3 separate regions of the Mus musculus genome follow, and all the other regions are linked to region 3. A link is a contact called in public HiChIP or PLAC-seq and Micro-C data. All regions are on one chromosome and are shown on one strand. Each heading gives the region's core, a stretch centred on a gene start, on an enhancer-like site or on the middle of the called end of the contact. The rest is flanking DNA. Distances are from core to core; before and after follow the strand shown.

Evidence for each region. A called contact is a pair of places that touch in the nucleus more often than the background predicts. HiChIP or PLAC-seq counts read pairs in DNA pulled down with a chosen protein or histone mark.
Region 1: a contact with region 3 is called in a Micro-C map of embryonic stem cells, with 6 times the contacts expected there. The contact joins the enhancer-like site here to the promoter of Mybl1 in region 3. A contact is called at or near these places in 12 of 484 Hi-C or Micro-C datasets (the HL-1 cell line, embryonic stem cells and reprogramming fibroblasts) and 3 of 115 datasets of contacts at active chromatin or transcription factors (embryonic stem cells and large pre-B cells).
Region 2: a contact with region 3 is called in an H3K4me3 HiChIP or PLAC-seq map of embryonic stem cells, with 6 times the contacts expected there. The contact joins the promoter of Mcmdc2 here to the promoter of Mybl1 in region 3. A contact is called at or near these places in 3 of 39 promoter capture datasets (the C10 cell line, hematopoietic stem and progenitor cells and neutrophils), 1 of 484 Hi-C or Micro-C datasets (embryonic stem cells), 1 of 115 datasets of contacts at active chromatin or transcription factors (embryonic stem cells) and 2 of 9 other capture datasets (adipose tissue and liver).

What each region holds. Positions count from the first base shown.
Region 1 is chr1:9,467,748-9,470,916 of GRCm38.p6, forward strand. No RefSeq gene overlaps it. Among named protein-coding and RNA genes, the nearest start is that of Gm24765, 11 kb to the left of the region's middle. Within about 2 kb of position 1,909, at least 11 of the 459 cell types and tissues checked have an H3K27ac peak or open chromatin away from gene starts, as enhancers often do. A contact at or near this core is called in embryonic stem cells and reprogramming fibroblasts, where this site is marked.
Region 2 is chr1:9,906,642-9,910,149 of GRCm38.p6, forward strand. Mcmdc2 (minichromosome maintenance domain containing 2) reads left to right here and starts at 1,997. Exons shown (of 15, transcript NM_177722.3): 1 at 1,997-2,049.
Region 3 is chr1:9,698,376-9,701,870 of GRCm38.p6, forward strand. Mybl1 (myeloblastosis oncogene-like 1) reads right to left here and starts at 1,834. Exons shown (of 15, transcript NM_001290397.1): 1 at 1,560-1,834. The coding sequence starts at 1,579.

The sequences.
Region 1 (3,169 bases), core at 659-3,158, 230 kb before region 3:
CTGGAACAACCACTCTAGAAATCAATCTGGAGATTCCTTAGAAAATTGGAAATAGATCTACCTGAAGACCCAGCTATACCACTCTTGGGCATATACCCAAATGGTGGCCCACCATGCCACAGGGGCACATGTTCCACTATATTTCTAGCAGCCTTATTTGTGATATCCAGAAGACAGAAACAATCCAGATGTCCCACAACAGAAGAATGGATATAGAAAATGTGGCTCATTTACCCAATAGAATAAGACTCAACTATTAAGAATGAGGACATCCGGATCCACCCCATAAACAACCACCAAGCCCATACACTAGGCAGATGCCAACAAGACCCTGCTGACAGGAGCCTCATATAGCTGTGTCCTGTGAGGCTCTGTCAGTGCCTGGCAAATACAGAAGTGGATGCTCACAGTTATCCATTGGATGGAGCACAAGGTCCCCAATGAAGGAGCCAGAGAAATACCCAGGGAGCTGAAGGGGTCTGAAGCCATAGAAGGAACATCAATATGAACTAACCAGTAACCCCCCCCCCCCAGAGATCCTTGGAACTATACAACCAATCAAAGAAAACACATGGTGGAACTTGTGGCTCTAGCTGTATATGTAGCAGAGGATGGCCTAGTTGGTCATCAATGGGAGGAGAGGTCCTAGGTCCTGTGAAGGCTCTATGCCCAGTATAGGGGAATGCCAGGACCAGGAATGGGAGTGGGTGGGTTGGGGAGTATGGGGAGGGAAGAGGGGATAGGGGATTTTTGGAGGGGAAACTAAACTTTTTGGAGGGAAGGGGATAACATTTGAAATATAAATAAAGAAAATATCTAATTTAAAAAAAAAAAAGAATGAGGACATCTGAGTTTTGCAGGCAAATGGATGGAACTAGAAAATATCATCCTGAGTTAAGTAACTCAGACCCAAAAGGACATGCATGGTATGTACTCACTAATAAGTGGATGTTAGCCCCCCAAAAAGTACAGAATACCCAGTTTACAATCCACAGAACCCAAAAAGATTAACAAGCCTAAGGGCCCAAGTAAGGTTGCCTCAGTCCCACTTGAGAGGGAGAAGAAAGCAATCACAGAGTGCAGAGGGAGGGAGGAACTTGGGTGGGAGAAGGGAGACGAAGGGGAAAAGGGGAACATGATCCAGTATTAGGGGCGGTGGGAAACAGGAGTGAAGCCCTGAGGGCCAGCAGAAAGAATGGAAACAGGAAACCTCAGGAGGTCGGAGGTGGGGGGGACCCTCTAGGAGGTACCAGAGACGTGGGAGGTAAGAAACACTCAGGACTCAAAGGGAGAGACCTTAGATGAGTCAAACTTTAAAATGAGAACTGTAGTTCTTCCTTGGGATTATAGACTCAGTTCTCACTGAGTGATCTCACTAAATCTTCAAGATGTAGAACATGACATCACTGTTATGACTCCACAATCCACACTTCCCTCTGAAACTTTGCAAGCCAAGACTCCACCTTCTGCACTCATATCTTCCAAGATCATACAGAACACCTCACCAAACACTGAACACTCAGTGGCTTTTCTTGCACAAAGCTCCAAAGTCTTCCCACAATCCTCCCCAAAACAACATGGTTATGTCTGTCACAGAAATACCCCATGGCTGGTTGTGGGTCAAAGTGGGGTACCGTGTCCACTCAGAGCTTGGGCTGCTGGGCAAAGCGGGACATGGGAAGTCTGACTGCGTAGACCCCACTGCCACCACCAGGCAGGCGTCAGGTTGTGGAAAGCTTCAGGACTCCACTCCAGGGGTGGGGAAGGCACAGTCCGAGGTCCCCAAGGACCTGCTGGAGCCACTGGGTGCCTCAGAAGAACCCGTTCTGGGGTCCCTGGGCCGCATGGAGGCCAGGTATGTCAGGTTTTCAGTCTTGGACACCTCAGGTGCCACTAGATGTCGCAGAAGAGCTGAGAACAGAGTGGGGACCCTCGGGCAGACTCTGGCCCAGGGGCCGAAGGAAAAGGGGCAGAGAGGGAGAGCTCTGGCTGGTTACTGCAGGGACAAGGAGAGTCTTTCAGTGGGAAGGTTCCTTGCGTTGGTTGGCAGCCATGGCTGGTGCTCAGGGAGGCCTCCCAGCGGGAGGTTAGACAAGGCTCATTATAGGGAGACCAGCTCCATTGCTCCAGCACGATGGGTCCTGATGAGAAGAGGCAATCCATGGTTTTAAGGTGTTTATTGTAGTAAGTCAGAAAGAGGGAGAGATTGGGAAGTAGAGGCTGGCCTAGCCATGTGGAGTGGTGGGGAAGGGAAGGCAACGAGAGGGGGAACAAGGGAGCAAGAGTAAGAGCAAAGAAAGAATAAGAGGTTAAGAGATCAAGGAGGGGACAAGCAGCTACTTTTATTGTGGACTAGGCCTACCTATCTGTTGCCAGGTAACCGTGGGTGGAGTCCAGACAGAATAGCAGGAGCTTCGGGCATTGCTTATGTGACTGATGGCCACACACCTCTCTGCAGGGGGGTTGTAGGAGACTGTAGCTACAGGAGCCAGGGGCCCAGGAGGCGTGGCCAAACACCTGCCATCCCAAGCAGAAAGAAGTCACCAACCACCAAGTCACCGGGTTCAAGGCCTGTGCTTGACTGGGAACCAGGCTGTCTATGCACTGCCTCACTGCACCGCAGCTGGTATCAATTTGTCTTAGTCAGAGTTACTATTGTTATGATGAAACACCATGAGCAAAGAGCAAATTGGGGAGGAAATGGCTTATTTAGCTTACATTTCCACTGTTCATCATCAAAAGAAGTCAGAACAGGAACTCAAATAGAACCTGAAGGCAGGAGCTGACACAGAGGCCATGGTGGGGTGTTACTTACCACCTTATTCCCATGGCTGCCTCTGCTTGCTTTCTTATAGACCCCAGGAATTGGCACCATTCACAATGGGCTGGACCCTCCTCTATCAATTGACTAAGGAAATACTCTTTATGAAGGCATTCTTCTTTTCACACACACACACCCTTTACTGAAATAGATTCTTTTCTCATACACTCCACCCTGATTATAGTTTCCCCTCCCTCTACTCCTCCCAGTTACTCCCTGTACTGGCTGGTTTTGGGTCAACTTGACACAAGCTGCAGTTATCACAAAGAAAGGAGCTTCAGTTGGGGAAATGCCTCCAGGAGATCCAGCTGTAAGGCATTTTCTCAATTAGTGATCAGGGGGAAAGGC
Region 2 (3,508 bases), core at 747-3,246, 210 kb after region 3:
AGGAGACGAGCATGCTACAACTATAGTGGCCAAAGTGCCAAGCAGTTGGTTACATTGGGTCTTCAGTCAGGAATCAAAGATAAAAGCTGATATTTCATGAGTTCCCTCTTGTGAGTCCAAGATCTCCGTCCACAGGGTGCTGCACCACATTTAGGGCAGATCTCCCCTTCTTAAGCCTCTCTGGGAAAGTTCTCACAGATCCACGAAGATTCATGTTTCCCTGGTGACTTCAAATCCCATCCACTTAACAGTCAAGATGGATCACTACCCAGGCCCTTCCACAGGGGCCATAAGAATACAAAATAATGTATAATGACTGTTGTGATTCCTAGTGACATGAAAGCAGCAGTGGGTGCAAGCCCTGTATTGTCAGTGTGTGAGCTGTGCATGTGTCACATTGTGATATGACATGTGACACATTGTGCATGTGTCAGCTGTCATTGACTGCTGGAGTCATGACTTTAATTGCTTTGCTTTTCACTTAGATTTAAACATCAACAACAAAAACTGTCCTTCAAATTTGGAATCAAAGTGTCAAAAGGCCGTGTTGTCATGTTTACTAAGTCAGCAAACAACCAGAGTCAACACAAAAATGCAAAAGGGAAAACGTGCTGGTACATGTGGCTACAGCTGTGGGGCAATATGTTACATAGTATTTCTTAACTGAAACCTTTACCCCTGAAGAGGAAGAAGGCCTACTTTGCCAAGTAGTACACTTGAGCTAGTCCAAATTTTAGTGCTTTTGTTGTTTGGTAAAGCTTCTATGATCTTTAATTCTTATACTATAGAATTCATCCATTTTAAAATGCCTGATATAGTGAAATGTACCTATAAGTACCTAAATATACTTGAAAGCTGAGGCAAAATTGTGAATTGAAGACTTGCCTATGCTATGAACTGAGTTCACAGCCAGCCTGGACTACAAGGTATATGTAAGGCTATCCTGGGTTATAGTAGAAAGACCCTGTCTCAAAATCAACAAATGACAGACTTTCTTCAGAATTTATTCAACTTTAGGATATCTCCATTACCTCACAAACAACCGATAGGGCCTGGAGGTTCAGTGTCAGTTCCCAGCACCAAGAAAAGAATCCATGGAATGGAATACTACAAATGAAGACCATTCTAACATCCTACAACATGGATGAGCCTTAAGGACATTTTATGAAGTAGAATAAAAGGCACAAGACAATAAATGCTGTATTTGTTCCATTTATGAGTTCTGGAGTAGCTAATTTTAAAGACAGAATGGTTATTGCCAGGAACTTAGGGAATCACTAAATGGTACAAAGTTAGGGGAAGATAATTATGTACTGGAAACAGTGTTACAGTTCTATGACATTCAGCTTCCACTCAAGAATGGCTAAAATGGTACATTTTGTTATGTGTATTTTACTACATTTTAGGGGGGAAGTCCCCTACTCATTATCAATCACTTTTCACTGCTTTACCAAGCCCTAGGTAATCATAAATTTGTATTCATGTTTGCCTATCCTATTTCATACATGAATGGCAACATACAACATATGACTTTGTGCCTTTCCTCTTGCACAGTGCACTCAAAAGCCATAGTATTGTGCTATCCCTTAATTCTCTTTTTAATTCAAGGGAATATAGTGTTGTTTTGTGTTGCTATACCACAGCTGTTTGACGCTAGTTGGAAGTCAAGACATTCACTTCGGGGCAATTTTGAGTAATAGTATGAATTTACATATACAAGATTTTCTGTGGATGCATATTTTCAATTCTCTTGGAATTAGCCGTTTGAGAGGCTACCACAGTTTCCGAAGTTTACGACGCTATTTCGCATTTCCACCAGCAGAAATTGAAATTTTTTTCATACAGATATTGTCTTGGATTAGATAACAGCAAAAGCAAAAGAATCTCCATCTCTTTGCCTTGCGGGAGCAAACAGCACTATATAGGTGAGACTGGTTGCCCTGGTGACAGAAGGGCTGCGGTCCCGGCAGACCCCGCGCGCGCCCGACAGTTGGGAGAGTGCGCGTGCGCAGGAGGCCCTCTGTAGCCCACGCGGGTCCTGCAGTGCAGGTGAGTCTTATTCCAGAGGTGGCAACATAGCCAGGTCGAAGGCACTGGAGTCTCCTGAGGAGCTGCAGGGCCGGCGAGCCAAGCGGGTTCTCTCTAGTGGCTGAGTCCTGAGGTGTTTGGGCCTTGGTCTCCGCATCTCCTCAGGGTTCCCTCAGCGCTGACAGAAGGGAAAACTTGGATTATTCCGGTGGCCTGTTCTGTGTCCTTTTCTCCTCATAATCCCCTACTTGCAAATGCGTTCATCCCCAAGACTGTCTGTCTGTCAGTCCGTATGTCCGTCCTGGAACTTGCTCTGTAGACCAGGCTGACCTCAAACCCAGAGATGCTCCTGCCTCTCTGCCTGCTGAGTGGCGCGTGCCACTTCTGCCCAGCATGACAATTTTGGGCAGACAGTTGGGCTCTATGCCCATCTTTTGAAGGCCCTGAACTCCAGACTCAACTTCTTGTGTCCTTTCCTGCCTAGCTGACTTTCAAGAGTCTGCGGCACACGCACCTGATAAATGAAAATTCACTTGTTTGGCGGTGCTGTGATGAAGCCCAGCCTTGGACATAACAAACCTTGATTTCTAGACAGGGCTTTGTTATGCAACTCAGACTACCCTAGAGCTCATTATGTAGCCCACGGCTACAAAGACTACCGTTTTGTTTTGTTTTGTTTTGCTTTTCGAGACTTGGTTTCTTTGCAGAGCCCTTCCCATCATGGAGCTCACAGCGATATCCCTGCCTCTGCCTCCTGAGTGCTGGGATCAAGGCTGTGTGCTACCACCTATCTGCTAGAGACTAACTTTGAACTCAGTCTGCCCAACCTACTGAATGTCTGCAACCATGACCTGGCCTCGACTGAATTTTTTCCTCTCTGTGTGGTACAGGTTGGTCATGAAGCCCAGAATTAGAGTCTTTAAAATTCTAGAATTATCTCCTCCATTCCGTTTTGTTTCAAATACCCTGGGCTGGTCCATCCATCTCTTAGAAATACAACACTAGTTGAAAACTGATAATTGGCTGTTTAGTTTCAAAGCATTCTTCACACAGGCAACATGAAGGAGCTAATTTCCAAAATATATTTTTTTTAAAAAAAAAGGACGATTCTGTTTTCAAAAACTTTGTAAACTTCTCTTTCCTTATATAATTATTTTGCACTTCAAAAACTTATTCTAAATTTACACAACCATTTCACTCAATGTCATCCAACTTCAGAAACCTGTTTTTGTTCTTGGTGGTGGTGGTGGTTTGGTTTTGAGACACAGATTCAATGGCTATCCTCCATCTGCAGACCAGGCTAGCCTAGACTTCAGGGACCTGGGTGCCTCTGCTTCCTGATCATTGGCATTAAATGTGTCCATGAGCATACCTAGCAAAAAGCTGATATTATAACAATGTCAACCTTCAAAATTATTAATTTTGACCCCGATATAATAACAAAAGGGTAGCCACTTACTTTTCTGTGCAAAGTATCCTG
Region 3 (3,495 bases), core at 584-3,083:
CCCAAAGAAACAGACCAGAGATGGTGATCTCTCATCACACCCTCTATCTACATACTTCCAGAGAAGTGTTTCACTGCAGCACAATTACTCCAGAACTATAACTTTTTACATCATTTTTTACATCATTCTATATTGTCTCAATTAACTTACACATCATTTAAAAGCATTGTTAGACTTCAAAACTCAAAAAGCCTAAAGCAGTACTCCAGCAATCTTATCTTTAAATCTGCATCTTTTATGAAGATGGGAATGTTATGTCTTTGAAGTTGTAGATCAGCAGTTCTTACCTGCATGGTCCAGATTCCATCCCCCCAGAGATATGTGGCACCATCTGTAAACAGTTTTGGTTGTCCTGACTGTAGGAAAAAGGGCTACTGTCTTCTACTGAGTAAAGGTAAAGGTGCTGCTAAAAACCCCTACAACTACCTCATCCAAAATGATAAAAGACCAAGGTAGTGTGCCTGTGGGTGTATGCGTATATGCACACTTGTTCCACTTCAATGTTCAATCTATTCTGCAGCCACTTTATATAAAGTAATTATGTCATAATTAAATTTATGTTGATATCTGCAGAACCAACCTACATATAGAAGAATATATGAATAAAGCCAAGTATTTTATGCGTAGTTATTTTAAATCAAACTCTGCAATGAATGACTCTCAGTACTAAATTTCAGCTCAGGGAATATGACTCTTAGATTTTGAAGCTGTGTATCTAGATAAATGGAAATTCTGAGAAATACTTTTCAGGTTTCCTTAATACTGAAAATCGAGACACTAGATTTTTTTGTCATCTGATTATGCCACACAATTTAGGAGTAGCTATTACAATAGCATAAAATAAAAGTTAGGTGCATAAAGACATCCTAGCACATCTTTCTACAACAACAACATTGTGTCCTACTTGTTACAATGCCGATACAATCAGAATCAAACATGAATACTTGAGATACAAAGTAACTAAGACACATTGGTTTAGGATCAAGTTTACTCGATAGTAACAACGTAACAATGTCCTCAGAAGATACTAAGAAAAAGAAAAGCTCAGAAGAGCAGTGCGCACAAGGGAGATTTAGCGAATTCCCTTCTCAAGATTTCCCAGAACCGTGCCCGCCCAGGTTTGTCAAGGAGATCTGTTTTGATTTGGCACGATTAAGTCAGAGGAGAGAACCCCATTTCAAGTCATCCAGGCAAACACAACCGCTTCCCCTGGCGTGGCGTATCCCCTGACAGTGGGCAAACTTACCTGGCAAGAAACCTCCCTGAAAGTGGCTGTGAGAAGTTAGAAGTCTGGGCGTGAGCTGTGGGAGAATCCGTCAATGCAGCAACCTGAGCATTTGTTAGAGAGAGTCCTACACACAGTCGTCTAATAATGATGGAGTCTAATAATGATAGATGCTCTCAGGCCAGCGCGGCCGAAGCGGGTGTGGGACACCCACCGAACAGGAAAACCTATGCCCCCCAGGCTCGAGAGGGCCTAAGTGGGGACCAGCAGGAAAGGACAGAGAGCAAGAGTCGAGACAGGGCCGCTAGGCCGGGTCCGAGGGGATGGCACCCACCTGCGCGACCTCTTCGCCATCCTTCAAGTACCGCATAGGCGCGGGCTGGGCGGGGACGCGGGGTCAGCCTCCTCCAGCCTGGGGCCAATGCTCCCTCTCCGAGACCCACCCGCCGCTTCCCCAACTCCTTCCCTCAGGTGACCGAGAGCGGAAAGCAGGCCCGGTCAGGTCAGGGCCAGGCGGGACTGAGGGACAGAGGGGCGGACCAAGACCCACTGCTCCTAGCCGCGGCCGGGCCCGGCCAGGGATGCCCTGGACATGTCAGGAGGCGTGCTCCCGCCCGCCGCCGCCCCGCCCGCCGCCGCCGCCTCCGCCTCAGAGCTGCCGGCCCTGCGCCGCTCCGTCACGGGCGCCGACCCCCGCCCTCTCCCCGCAGCGAGCAGCACTGCAGCACTCGCAGCCTCCTGCAGGGTTTTGTCCGCACCGCCGAATCTCGCGCCCAGCCTCCCTCAAGAGCCGCCGTTTGAATCTGCGCACGCGGCCCCGAACCTCATTGGCTGGGGCGGCCGCGCGCAGGGGGGCGGGGGCGGGGCGGCGAGGGCGCGCGCGGCAGAGGGCGGGGCCGGCGGGGCTAGAAGCCAGGATTGGAACTCGCGGGAGTCCCGGAGCGCCGTGGAGCCGGGGGAGGGGCGGGGCGGGATGGGGGAGGCGCGAGGCCGGTTCACGGGCCGAGGTGACAGGACACGGAACGCGGGGTGAGCCACCCAGTGGGGCGCGGAGATTGCTGGGAAGGCGAGTTTCTGCGCCCCGGGTGTGTGCCGGAAGAGGCGCCGGGGCCGATCCAGCCGCCGCCACCTCCGGAGGGGTGCGGAGCGTGCCTCTGGGGCGGGGACAGTCGGGGTCCTGGGCAGGGGAGGACCTCGCGGGCGCTAGTTCGCGCTGTGAGTCTCGCCACTTAAGGGCGCGGTCATCTACTTAACCTTCTAGCCAGGAAACTTGCGCGGCCGTTATTTTCTTAAGCATGTGTGAGTTAGTTCTGCGCCGAAAGGACAAGGAAACTGGCCAAGACCCTGTTGTTGTGTCTTTTGTTTTCCCCAGAGATGAATAAAAGTGTGATAAGTGGGGAGTTGTTATCTCGAGGCTTGCGTGGAACGGGAAAAGGTTGATAGTGCTCCAGAAGCTCAACCTCGTACTCCGTCTACAAAGGGGGCGGGATGCTCTTCGCGGGGAACCCAGAGTCCCGGAGGTGCGCCTGAAAGCTGGAGTAACTGAAATCTTGCATAGGGGAAGGGGCCTCTTACAGTTGCAACTTCTCAACAGTTACACGGTTAAAGAAGCATACAAGGAGATTATTAACTACAGTAGCGATTAGACACGGCGAAGAGCCCAAATTTGCAAGACACCATGCTCTACTGCATAGAGTGATGAACCACAGATCAATGTTGTTACAAACTGACATTTTTTGCTATTTTGAAACTGTACGCATCGTCTTTTGCAAATCAGAGATACAGGTGCAAATACAAATCAAGATGAGCTTGCAATTCAAAACAACCAGGTAGATACACACTCGCTTTTAAAAAAAAAATAACTTCCTTTTTCTCAAGATATATTTTGGGAAGGAAAAGCACTTTTAAATTATTTTCTGAGTTCCATAGTAGCTTCTAAAGAGAGAGACTAATTTAGAAATTAATATTTTTGAGACAAGGTGTTGTTATGTACCCCAGGCTGATCTTGAACTCAGTATAGAGCCCAGACTTTCTTCATGATCTACCTTAGCTTCACCAGGGCTACATGATGGAATGCTCCTCCTAGTCTTCAAATGTCATTTGGAAGCATATTTACTCTTGGGTATGCATTGTTCCATTTTTATTCTAACAGGAAGCAAAACTGATATTCTTAGGTTATGATCAGCTTTATACAAACAACCGTTTTAGAACTTGAAGGTAAGTGCATCAGATTTTTAAGTAAAATTTATTCTCATTGTTTTATATAGGGA